2 separate regions of the Sus scrofa genome follow, and region 2 is linked to region 1. A link is a contact called in public Hi-C data. All regions are on one chromosome and are shown on one strand. The core of a region is the stretch at or near the end of the contact, and the rest is flanking DNA. Distances in the headings are between cores, read along the strand shown. Region 1 has its middle 23 kb from the start of ENTPD4. Region 2 overlaps SLC25A37 (mitoferrin-1).

Region 1 (6,085 bases), core at 191-2,690:
ATTAAAAATGTTAAAAATAACATGAAGCTCTTGGAACAGTACCTGGCACAGGAAAGTACCATGTTATGGGTTTGCTTGTATTATTATTCTTTTATTTTTTTGGCTTTTTAGGGCCACACTTACGGCATATGGAGGTTCCCAGGCTAGGGGTCGGAGCTGTAGCTGCTAGCCTACCCCACAGCCACAGCAACATGAGATCCAAGGTGTGTCTGTGACCTACACCGCAGCTCACGGCAATGCTGGATTCTTAACCCACTGAGGGAGGCCAGGGATGGAACCTGGGTCCTCATGAATGCTGGTCAGATGCATTTCCACTAAGCCACGACAGGAATGCCTATTATGATTCTTTACTTTATACATGCATCATTTCCATCAATACCACCTACTCCCTGAATTAACTGACAGACAGTAATCCCTCACATGTATGTATTTCTCAAAGTACTTTCATACATGTTATCAAGTGCCATCTCCCTGTAACCTATGATGGTGCCACGCCTGGGAGATTCAGAGGTGTTAACAAGGGAACTGCAAAGATTTAGCTACAATTATCCCTGTTTAGGACGAGGAAGAACTGCATTCAAGTCAAAGGGGTAACAGTAGAGATTGCTTAAATAAAATACATCTCATCTGTATGTCCTATCATCATAAATGTGGCAAAAGAACACATGATGATGTAAAAATTATTCATGCCAAATTAAATGAAAAAGGAAAAGTTACTCAAAAGTACAGAAAGTATGAATCTCTTGTGGTTTTTCTTTCCCTTTTGGTATATTATGTTTATTAAAAAGACCAGAAAGACAACATCAAAATATTAATGTTTGTTATTGCTGAAGAGAGCAAAGCTAAGTCATTTTCCTTCTTTGGGTTTGAATTTTCTGAATGTTACAGAATGAACACATATGACTTGTCATTATGGAAAGGTTACTGTTTAAGAACAGAATACGTAATTCAGTTATATTTAAAAGAGCAGTAGATTAACGGAAGAACTAAGCGGCGCGCGCGGGGGGAGGGGAGTTCTTTGTATTTTTCAGGCTTTTCCAAATTTTCTGTTCTGAGAGCAATATGTTTGGGGAAGATGGTTCAGAGAGGAAACTGAGGCACGGGCAGGCCCGGTCCCACCCACACCTCTGCCTGCCCTGCCAGAACTAGAGCAGGTGGGGTCAGTTCTCCCCAGAGCTGCCTCCTTTCGGGTTCATTCCTGACCCCTGACTTAGAGCTCCAGGCTGTGACTGTCCCATAATAACAGGGTGCAGTCCCGAGCCTTTCTGCGCATTCCTGACCAAAGAGCAGCGAGATGAGGCCAAGGGAGGAGAAGAGAAACGGGCTGCAAAACCTGGTGTGTGTTGCGGTGATGGTGGGGACGCTGGCCCCATCCCCCACCCCACCACACCCCACCCCTACTACCCACCCCCTACCGGCCCCACCACACCACGTCCCCCACCCCCAAGAGACGTCACCCAGACAGTCCTTAGGGGCGGGGAGCCAGCCCGAAGATGCAGATTCGCAGCCATAGCGCCATCGCGCCATCGCAGTTGCCAGCAGGAGGGAGGAGTGAGCCGCGCAGCCAGGCGTGTCCACAGGAGATAGCCGCCCACCAGCCCAGATATGTGGGCCCCCCTGGGCTACTTCCCCAACCCGTGTGTCTGGAACAAAAAAACAAAAAGGGAACAAACAAAAACAAACAGTCATGGGAAACAAAACAAAGGAAAAAAGAAAAGGAAGAATGAGAGAAAAATACTTTCTCGATTTGATGGCAACCTAGGAGACAGGCAGCAAGGAGAGTGCTGTGGCCAATAGGCAAAGCTGCGGGTTAGAGCCACGGGCCAAGAGTCCCTGTTTCACCCACTGCTTACAACTATATGACCCAAGGTATGTCCCCGTCCCTTGGCAGTGCCCCTTTTGCAAGAGGCCAGCATCACCAAAGGGATAAGAAGGTGTCCTTGCTTCCGGAAGGGGTTTACTGTTGCATGTGGGCCTCCATGCCCAGGAAAGGAGCCAGGGGTTTGGCCACTTAGCCTGTTTGGACCGATTGACAAGGAAGATGGCTGTCGCTGTCAGGCTCACTGCTTCCAGGTCTGCAGGGGAACAAAGAGCTCCCAGCTTGGCGATGCCACACAGGGAGGCTCTGCTGGGTGGCCAGCCCTTGCCCTGTTCTGTCCTGTGTATGAGGACAGAGTCAGGCCCGGGCTGCTCTCCCAGGACAGGCCAATCAATTGAGAGACAAGCTGTCGGGACAAGGAATAATGACTTTATTCTGAAAGCCAGCAGACCAAGAAGATGGTGGACTTGAGTCCCGAAGAATCATGGCCGAGTTAGACATCAGGCTTCTTTGGGAAGAGGGTAAGTCCTGGTTTAGGCCAGTCTCTGGAGGGGATATGTTAATTTCTCCCTTCCTGCAGCCCTTCACAGGTGGGCCTGGTCAGGATGTTTCCTGGGGAGGCGGGGTTCCCAGAGATGGGCCATTGTGTATAAAATAAGTTTTGGGCAACATCCCTTTAGTGATTAACTTGTAACACAAAGGTCCTTCCCTATTACACCTTGACTTGCGCCTTAGCTGTGCTGATTAGATTTTTGCATTATACTGTTCAAACCCGTGTTCATCAGCAAAAGGATTGCAATCAAAACGGTCATTATTTCAGGCAGTAATTCATAGAGTCGGTGGTTATTCCAAGAAGATAATATGTGTGATAAATGTCATCATTGTGACTCACAATTACACAAAAAGCACAAACACATCCAAGACCTATTGCAAAACTGAAATGCACATGTTAGCTCCTTCTCAAAGAAGAAATAATAAACCATGAATTGTCTTTCTGTTTACACATCTGGTCCCAAAGCTAAGATGCCTCATTCCAGTCACTCCTCCAAACACCAGTGCCATTTCTTGTTCCAAAGAAAATGGTTTAGAAATGGCTGGTGTGGCGCTTTTCTGCTCTCTGGGCACCCTGCAGTACCCTGGAAGTGAAAGGGTCAGAAGCAACCTGCTTACTTTTCCTTGAGCGCCCAAGAACTAAAGGGAATGCACACCAGGATGACGCTTGCTTAGGCTTTGTCAGAGTCAAAAGGATGGAGAAGTAAATGCACCCCCTCACCCCTCACTGGGCCCCCACTGGGCTTATTCTTGAGTGTTAGTCCTATTCTTTGTAACAAAGCCATTTTCTTCGGAGGGTGAAATCTGATGGTTTTCTTTCCTGGCTTTGCTCCAGCTCTTTTCTGGGATGGTCCTAATCCCTGGGCCTCAGCATCCCCACCTTCTAATTAGCAAGGCGAGCTCAGGTGATCATAAATGAGTGGGACTGGGAGTTCCCGTCGTGGCTCAGTGGTTAACAAATCCAAGTAGGAACCATGAGGTTGCGGGTTCGATCCCTGGCCTTTCTCAGTGGGCTAGGAAACCAGCATTGCCGTGAGCTGTGGTGTAGGTTGCAGACTTGGTTAGGATCCCGCTGTTGCTGTGGCTCTGGCGTAGGCCGGTGGCTACAGCTCCGATTAGACCCCTAGCCTGGGAACTCCATATGCCACGGAAGTGGCCCAAAAAATGGCAAAAAGACAAAAAATAAAAATAAATAATAATAAAAAAATGAATGGGACTGTACTTCCCAATTCTGATGCAACCCCCCATTTTGCAGATAGGAGACTGAGGCTCAGACACAGGAAGTGACTTGGCAGGGGTCACCAGGGTTGAATTTCTATATGTCTTTGTCCTGTCTCCTCAGTAGGCTTGCCTGCCTCCTGAGTCCTTCCAGGGGTTCAGACCCAGAGTGGGATTCTGTAAGCCCTTGTGGACTCAGGGGACTGGCAAATGGAGCCAGACTGATTGGAGAGAAATTGCCAAGAGTGAGCCAGACTGTGAAGCAGACCCACATGGGCAGGTGTGGCTGGGGTGGGGGCCCTGGTTAGCCACTTATCACCTGGGTGACGATGGACAAGTTTCTTGACTTTTCTAAGCCACCGTTTCTTCAACTATAAGATACAGACGATAATACTTGTTCCACGCTGAAGGGATACTGACAAAGTTGGGGGCAGAACTCCCCTCTTACCCTGGAAAAAATGGTAGCAGGAGAGACAGATGGATTGGGAGTTCCTGCTGTGGTGCGACAGGATGAGCAATGCCTTGGGAGCGCTGAGACGCAGGTTCCATCCCAGACCCAGCCCAGCGGGTTGAAGGATCCAGAGCTGCCGCAGCTGCAGCTTAGGTCACAACTGTGGCTAGGATCTGATCCCTGGCCTGGGAACTCCAAATGCCATAGGGTAGCCAAAAAGAAAAAAAAAAAGAGAGAGAGAGACAAGATGGTTGTAAGACACATTTGAGGAAATCCCATCTCTGGGGTCAAAATATAGAGACTAACACCTAGATTAGCTCAGAGAATGGTTTCCAGCAGTGTGGCCATGATGACATATGGGCCACCAGGTCATTCCCAGGGTCTGCCCTTCTTCCAGAGAATCCTCTTCCCACTCAGGTGGCCTGTAGCCTTCAGGAATCCCTAAAGGTGGGATCAGAGTTAGATAATAACTCTACTAGTTTCTGGAAGCTGATGTGTTAGCCTCGTGGCGAGGGTGGTAGAAGGGACGTGTGTGTGTGTGTGTGTGTGTGTGTAGGTGAGAAAAGGAGAGAGATTTCAGGGCAGGGGAAAGGGGAGGGGATGTGTGGGGTGGGGACAGCAAGGAGGAGGCTTATTCAGTCTTTCATTCAAAGCTGCTGTCTGAGAGGTGACAGTCCAGGGAGAGAGGCAGGGAAAGGGAAAATGAGACGGGCGGGGGGTGGGGGGGGAGAAAGAGCTGGGAAGGAAGGCTGTTTGAAAGAACATGCAGAGCTGTAGAGGCCAGGCAGGTGGCTAGGCAGGAGAGTCACTTTATCCTTCAAGCAATTAAAGGGACTCTTGCCTGAAAAGCATCAGCAGCCTGAACCAGTTCCTGATCCTCGGCAGGTGCTCAGCAAAGAGCAGCAAAATCCCAGGGAGGCTCCAGCCTCAACTCTCCAAATAAAGCTGAGTCTGGGTCAGACCAAGTTTTATAGCCTTGAAGCCCAGGGGGGAGCCTGGTTTCCTTTGTGGCTCCCTGAGGGCCTGGCCTGGGCCACCCCGGGACTGGGAATGCTTCCAACTTGAGGAGACCACTTCCTGTAGACACAGGCATATAATTTGCACACAGACTCTGCAAGGCGGCAGAGAGCACAGGCCATCTCAGTAAGTGAATATCAAAATGCCCTTCTCTAAGAATTAGGCAGGGCACCCCAAGGCCTTGCTTCGCTCATCCTCAGACCCCTCCTAGGAGTCTAGGGGAATTCACTTTAGCCAGCTGACCTTTACTGTGTATGTCCTGTCTGCCAGGCAGTGTGCTACGTGCCGGAACACAATCCATTCCGTGCCTTCAGCAGCTGTCAGTCTCATAGGAGAGAATACAATCTTATCTGTCTTATGGAGAAACTGATGCCATCTGTGATGTCATTAAAACATCCATTTGTTCTTTCTTTCACTCATTTATTCAGAAAACTTGAACTGAGGCTATGCAAGGTGCCAGGCCCCACGCTGGGCGCTGTAAGCTGATACTGAGAAGAGTCAGGCTCATTCTGCCCCACGTGATCACCTACATAGACAATGACAAATCTGTGGGACTTCAGGGGTTTAGATTTTGGTCGTGCACTGGAGCCTTATGACTTTCATCTATGTAGCTTTGGTTTCATCATATAAATGCCATTCGGTGGGGTAATTGGAAACTATGATACACACGCACAGAGGCTGTTGACATTGCTGCCTCAGATCCCAGGTTGGGGGAAGAAGGATGACTGGAGAATGACATAAGAAAAGAAAACCATCGCCATTGGACTAGTGGGGTGGCCTCTGCAGGAGGAGGGGAGACAGTATGGCCCAGAGCACAGGCTGAGTATTCAACCTGCATCACGATCATGGTAAGAGCATGGATTGGGGATGGGCAACACTCAATGGATCTGCCATTTGGTAGCCTTGGAGTCTTGAGGAAATGGCTCCATCTCTCCAAATCTCCTGACCTATAAAGTGAGGATAACTATCGATATCTCTCAAGGTGGGTACAGACCTCGTTGTGAAGAGTCACTGAAATGCTCTACGTA
Region 2 (6,460 bases), core at 946-3,445, 57 kb before region 1:
AGTCAGAGCCCGATCCCCGCTGAAGGTCACAGAGCATCACTGTTTCCCACCTCTGGCTGTCAGCCTGGACCCTGGGCTCAAACACAACTGGGTAATAGTAGCTGGTTCCGTACGAAGCCCTCTCTCTTCTTGAACAGAGCTTGACCCCTTTGCCCACCCAGGTTGTGGGCAGGAAGGTCAGCCTGACCGATGAACGCCTGGCACTCCGTCAAAGGCAAAGGCAGAATGTTCCAATGGTCAGGCTGCTTTCAAGAAGGAATTTCACTCACCAGGCCTCCCCGGGGCCTCCCCTGACTCAGCAGCCTTGTCTGTGTCATTGGCTTAAAAACACCCCACCTACAAGTATGGACAAGACGTCAGAGGCAGGACCGGAGAAACACCTCGCTCTCCAAAGTGTTGTGTTTTCCTGGCACATAGGTCAACTGGCTGAAGCATCACAGCGCCATCCTGAAAACGATGTCTAGTACAGGCGACCACACGGAAGCGCCCTGGAAGCATTCGAGGCGGCCCCAGAGCACCAGCACACCTACTGTGCGCAGGAGACGCAGAGTCCAGATGCCTCTGCTCCCTACTTCAGCCCCCGCAGCTCCGCCATCATCTGGTGGGCATGGGGCAGGGGTGGAGGGGCTCTTTCCTCTAGGCTCCAGCTTGATTTCAGAAGCCCACCCATCCGGCTCACCCCCAGCTCTGCTTGGCTGAGGAGGAAACAGCTGTGTGACTTGCCCAAGCTCCCAGAGCTGGTCGCCACGGCACGAGCACTAGACAGCACTCCAACTCCCAGACCCCGCCTGTCTGAACATCCTTTAACTGTATTTTGCCAAAAATCCCAATCACAGAATCGCAAAGAAACCATTCAGGAGTTCCTGTTGTGACTCAGCAGATTAAGAACCTGACTGGCATCGATGAGGATGCAGGTTTGATCCCTGGCCTTGCTCAGTGGGTTAAGGATCCCTCATTGCTGTGGCTACGGTGTAGGCTGGCAGCTGCAGCTCCAAATTCAGCCCCTAGCCTGGGAACTTCCATATGCCGCGGGTGCAGCCCTTAAAAAAAATAAATTCAATCACCCACCCACTCAGTGCTCCGACAGTCTCTGGGGGTTGCAATTCATCCACTCAACCATCACACACGGAGCTCCGACAACACGCCAGATGCCTATTAGGACCTGAGGACTCAAACACAGCCCCATCCGTGACCATCTCACTGTTTTTTATCTGTACACATTTGGAGAAGTTACTTTGCACTTCAGTTCCCTCATCTGTGAAAATCCCTACCTCACATGCTTCCTGCAATGAATAAGCGGGAAAACATAAGCCCATTAACCACCAAGTACAGTGCAGGAGGTGCTCAGTACATGTTAGCATCACTGCAATTTTCTAAGAAGAGCTCCAGCAAGCATGTTCCCTAAACCACCACCTGTGTTAACACAAACGGCTCTGAAACATCATTAAGAACGACCTCCAAAACTAGCTTAATCTTGCCTATGAGGTGTAGGTATTTCTCCCTGCTTGCTCATAAATGGCTGTTTGGCACAATGGACCTCATTACAGGTTTGAACTGAATCATTAAATTACAGAATAGCATGGGCCATAAACCACACTGAAGAGTCCAGCATCCCAGAAGGAAGATACCAGCCTCGGGGCACTGGGGACTCCAGGCCACAGTTCCTACAACCTCGTAATAAAGGGATAGGAATGGACCCCCCCTCCCCCATCCCAACCCCTCTGATCAGAAAGAGGCTGGACAAACTGTTTCCCCTGGAGTCCAGACCCACAACAGCTGGTAGAACAGGCTTTGGGGTAGCACCTGCGCTTAGCTGGATTTCCATCCCAGCTCTGCGGCTTCCTCCTCACACCTTTGCTCCTTCGGCAAGTGACTCAGTCTCTCCCAGCCTGTTTCCTTATCTGGACATGAGACTCATTTTAGCACCTGCCTCCTAGTCTCTGAGGATTAAAGGAAATCACGAATGAAGAGCCCTTTGCCTACCATCTCAGAAGCCCAGCTACTGAGGCTTCTATTTATGCTTTTGAGGAGGGTGTTAAATAGCAAATTCTCAAGGAAGATGTTATTTTTACTTTAATTCTCTCATAAGATTTTCGAAACTCCTTGAGGAGAACAAGGCCCCCAGGATCTGCCCTGGTTGGAAACAAGCCACTCCCCTCCCCCACCCCCCATCCGGGCATATCTGGACCAGACTACCTGAGTCATTGTCAGAACTGCCCCAGAAGCCCTGGCGTTTGCTGCTCCTCTTGACAGAAGAGAACCGGAAGCCCAGGAAAGTGGGAGGATTTTGCACACAACAGCCTGTCAGGGACTCCGTCCCTCCCACCCACCCCACTTCTACATTCACCTTTCTTCACTGCCCATTTCTCGATGAATGGAGCCCGCTGCTTACATTAATCCTGATTATGTAACGAGGGAAACTTGGAAAGCTGGAAGGGGGGGGAATCACTAGTGTCGATTTACACCGGAGCAAAGGTCCAAGATGAAAGCGTTGCAGAAAGTTCAGAGCCCAGGCAGTTCTAGGGACCTTTAACCGAAGCTAAAGTCCAGGGCTAGGGCCGGGCAGGGCTCTTAAGTGCCAAGGCACCCTGACACTGCTGATTGGCACCCAGGTAGTCACCACAGTGGGAAAGGCCCTCTCTTGATGTTTAGGGACGGGCCATCCTCTGAAACGGCAGGGCAACAGCCAGCAGAGCCAAGCTGAGCTACAGGACTGGGCTTGGGGCCCTATGTGGGGTCTGCTCCCTCTCCCATGCTCCACCCGCGGGTGTGGGTGTGGGCAGGCTCTCAGGTCCCTCCAATGCTGGGGTAAATCCAGTGATGCACAAAGCATAGATGTTTCCACCAAGAGTATCCCCCTTTCCCAAACAGGGGCAAGCCCCCCAAATGTGCTCCTAAATGTGAGCATGACAGAATGGAGAGAGCCCTGTTCCATGAGTCAGAAGACCTTAACTCCCATCCAGCATTGCCACCACATCCCTGAGGGCCTCTGAGCAACCAGTTCACCTAGCTGGGCATCAACACAACAGGCAGGAGATTTCCTTTGTTTGCCTTGGGTTTTTTTGTTTGTTTGTTTTTTGGGTTTGGGGGGGTTATTTTTTGCTTTTTTTTTCAGGGCCGCACCTGCAGCATATGGAAGTTCCCCACGTTAGAGGTGGAATAGGAGCTGCAGATGCTGGCTCACACCACAGCCACAGCAACGCCAGATCCGAGCCGCGTCTGCGACCTACACCACAGCTCACGGCAACACCGGATCCTTAACCCACTGAGTGAGGCCGGGGATCGAACCCAAATCCTCATGGATCCTAGTCAGGATCGTTAACCGCTGAGCCATGACGGGAACTCCTGAGATTTCCTTTGTTTTGTTCACCCTCCTGTTACAACTGCAAATATTTGTCCAGTGAGGAAATGGAGTTACTATTATTGTCCTTAAGGAGGTCCTTTTTAGTCTCTAAAATGCTAAACTCTAAAACCAGTGGAGAGGTCTTTGAAAGACAAATGTGTGGGCATGAGTTTTATTGGGGGCAAGGTAATTCTACACTACTATACATCAGGACTATTTGCAGCTTAAAAACACCCGTATAGGATTTCCCTGGTGGCTTGGCAGTTAAGGATTCAGCATTGTCACTGCTGTGGCATGAGTTTGGTCCCTAGCCTGGGAACTTCTGCATGCCTCAGGTGGTGGGGGAAGGGGGAACACCTGTATAAAAGAATTCCAGCAAAGGAGTACTCATCGTGACTCAGTGGTAATGAACCCAACTAGTATCCATGAGGACAAAGGTTCCATCCCTGGCCCTGCTCAGTGGGTTAAGGATCCAGTGTTGCCATGACCTGTGGTGTAGGTCACAGACGCGGCCAAGACCTGGCATTGCTGTGGCTGTGGTGTAGGCTGACAGCTCCAGCTCCAATTTGACCCCTAGCCTAGGAACTTCCATACGCCAAGGGTGCAGCCCTAAAAAGACAAGAAAAAAAAAAAATTCCAGCAGAGATTAGAACCTTTGTCCATTGTTAGTGGGAGTGTAAAATGCTGCAGCCCCTATGGAAAACCACCATATGGAAGTTCCTAAAAAAATTTAAAAAGAGAATTAGCACACAATCTAGCAATCCCACTGCTGGGTATATAACCCAAAGCATTGAAAGCAAGGTCTCAGAGAGGGATTTGCACACCCATGTTTATACCAGTGTTATTCACAGCAGCCAAGAGGTGGAAGCAACCCAAGTGGCCACTGGTGGATGAATGGGTAAAGAAAAGGTGCGTGCAATGGAGTATTAGCCTTAAAAAGGAAAGAAATTCTGACACCTGCTCCATGGATGAACCTTGAAGGCATTAAGCTTAGTGAAATAAGCCAGTCACAAAAAGACAAATACTGCATGATTCTACTTCACTGAAGTACCTGGAACAGTTGAAGGCTAAGGACAGATAAGAATGGTGCTTGCCAGGAGACTGGGGGCGAAGGGGAGTTGTTTAATGGGGACAGAGTTGCAGTTTTCCAAGATGAGAAAAATTCTGGAGGTAGACGGTTGTGGCAGTTGTACAACAACGTCCACGTACTTTACACACTATTGAACTGTGCACTGGAAAGAAGTGCAGATGGCAAGTTTTATGTTTTGTGCCTTTTAACCACAATTTTAAAAAATCCTCAATCTAAGCAACACCTCACTCCACATGCATTTCTGAAATCCTGTCACACAGTCCAATGGGTTCCCTGAGCTTTCCCTGAACATCTGGGACAGCAGCTGTGGGTTTGTCTGTTTTGGGTAAAGGCAGCGAGGGGTCTCAGGAACATAGCAAAATGCCCTGGACACAGCGACACCCCTGGCTCCAGAGCCTGCCTTGGAAGGAAGCACCTGGAAGTTCAGCCCACGGGCTCTTGGATGGAAGGCAGAGCTTTATGGAAGGCATAAGGCTTGCAAGGCAGAGTTGGGCTCTTCATCCTCTTCCACATGCCGGTCCCCAGTCCCAATGACGCAGTGCTTCTCTGTCCAGTATACACCAGTCCCATGCCAGCCCAAAAGATACTGTGCCAGGAAACAGTACCCCACCTGCTCAGGTGTGGAGGGAGCTGCCGAAAACCAGCCAAACGTTTGTATGTGAGAGACTGGGGGACGATGCTGGTGGTTCTAAGGCTCTACTTTTCCATCAGAGCCCGGGAACGGAAGGGGTCCTCCACATGCCAAGGGTGCCAGCTCTCCTAGAATCCACCCTGGACAGGCTTAGGGAGCCGGGCACCTCGCAAGCCTCATGCATGGTCACCAAGTCAAGTGCGGTCCTGCCAGCTTCTGCAAGACCAGTCTCCACGCCCTCCACAGAGGCCACACCTTCTAAAGCATGCCCCACTATTAGCCTATTATCCACGGCAAAAAAAAAAAAAAAAGCCTTTACAGAGCTGCCCTGTCGCCAGCCTTCTCTTGCTCATCCCTCTACTTATAATTATATCAGGTGGTGCATCTGCATGCCTGTCTCCCATGAAAGTCTAAGAGAAACCCAAAAAGGATGGGGCAGCCTGACCCGGTGTGATCTCAGTGCCAGCACCGTGCTTTAACAGGACAGGCACTCCATAACTGATGGCCAAGGACTCAGAGGCATGCTACATTTCATCCACAGGCATACACACAGCAGGCACTTCAAGCCCTGGAGGCTCTCTCCTCCCCAAAAGGCTATCTGCTGGCTGAAGATCTGTGTACCACAGCATGACGCATCTCACATTTTCTGGGTCTAACACACAGGGTAAGAGCCCAGGGTGCGAGCCCCAGGAAAGCCAAGCTCCAGAGTTCAGGGAACATGAGAGGTCTAAGCAGGGGTCCCGGGTAAATTTCCCAGATGTTACAGAAACCAGACTTCCCACGAACACGGCTGTCACATCATCTCCGTGATGCTGGGTGATTTACATGCAGGCGGGGCAGGGTCATAGCTGGAGGGGATACTCTCCTGCTTTCTTCACCCACCCACCAAGCACTAACAGAGAAAGATGATGAAACACCAGGCTTGGTGTTCTAAGGGTTTCGGGGGAACGGCACCAAAGGTGTCATCCTAAAGACTCACCTCTCAGCCTCCAAAATCTACCTGTACGTACAACTTTTTGCATGTACAAAGTATTTCCTAAGTTTAGAGGGAGCTATTCTTGAGTTTCCCTGGATGCTGAGGAGAATGGCAGGAACCTTCCATCGTGGGTGAGGTTTCATGCCAACCAAAACCCACATCCTGGAAACAAAGAGCTCAGGCATATGATTTAAGCCAAAGCCAACTGAAAGGTTTCCAGAAAGGAGAGAGGGAGGTTGGTGCCAGGGATGAGTGATGGCAGGTCCACAGGGTCTCACGGTGGTGAAACAGGCTCATTCTACCAAAACGTTCTGCCTACTGATAAACAGTGCGCTGCTAGGGGAGCAGAGGAGCTGGGGACCACGGGGCAGGCAGAGAGTTCTTGTCTTCAAGGAGGTTACAGTCTAGAAGGGGAGGGAA

The links. A called contact is a pair of places that touch in the nucleus more often than the background predicts.
Region 2: a contact with region 1 is called in a Hi-C map of fetal liver, with 2.2 times the contacts expected there. The contact joins two enhancer-like sites. A contact is called at or near these places in 18 of 47 Hi-C or Micro-C datasets (blood, embryonic fibroblasts, epiblast stem cells and 7 more) and 1 of 2 datasets of contacts at active chromatin or transcription factors (skeletal muscle).

The regions. Positions count from the first base shown.
Region 1 is chr14:7,624,811-7,630,895 of Sscrofa11.1, reverse strand. No RefSeq gene overlaps it. Among named protein-coding and RNA genes, the nearest start is that of ENTPD4, 23 kb to the right of the region's middle. Within about 2 kb of position 1,440, at least 9 of the 83 cell types and tissues checked have an H3K27ac peak or open chromatin away from gene starts, as enhancers often do. A contact at or near this core is called in fetal liver, where this site is marked.
Region 2 is chr14:7,682,521-7,688,980 of Sscrofa11.1, reverse strand. All of the region lies in intron 1 of SLC25A37 (mitoferrin-1), which reads right to left. Among named protein-coding and RNA genes, the nearest start is that of SLC25A37, 21 kb to the right of the region's middle. Within about 2 kb of position 2,195, at least 14 of the 83 cell types and tissues checked have an H3K27ac peak or open chromatin away from gene starts, as enhancers often do. A contact at or near this core is called in fetal liver, where this site is marked.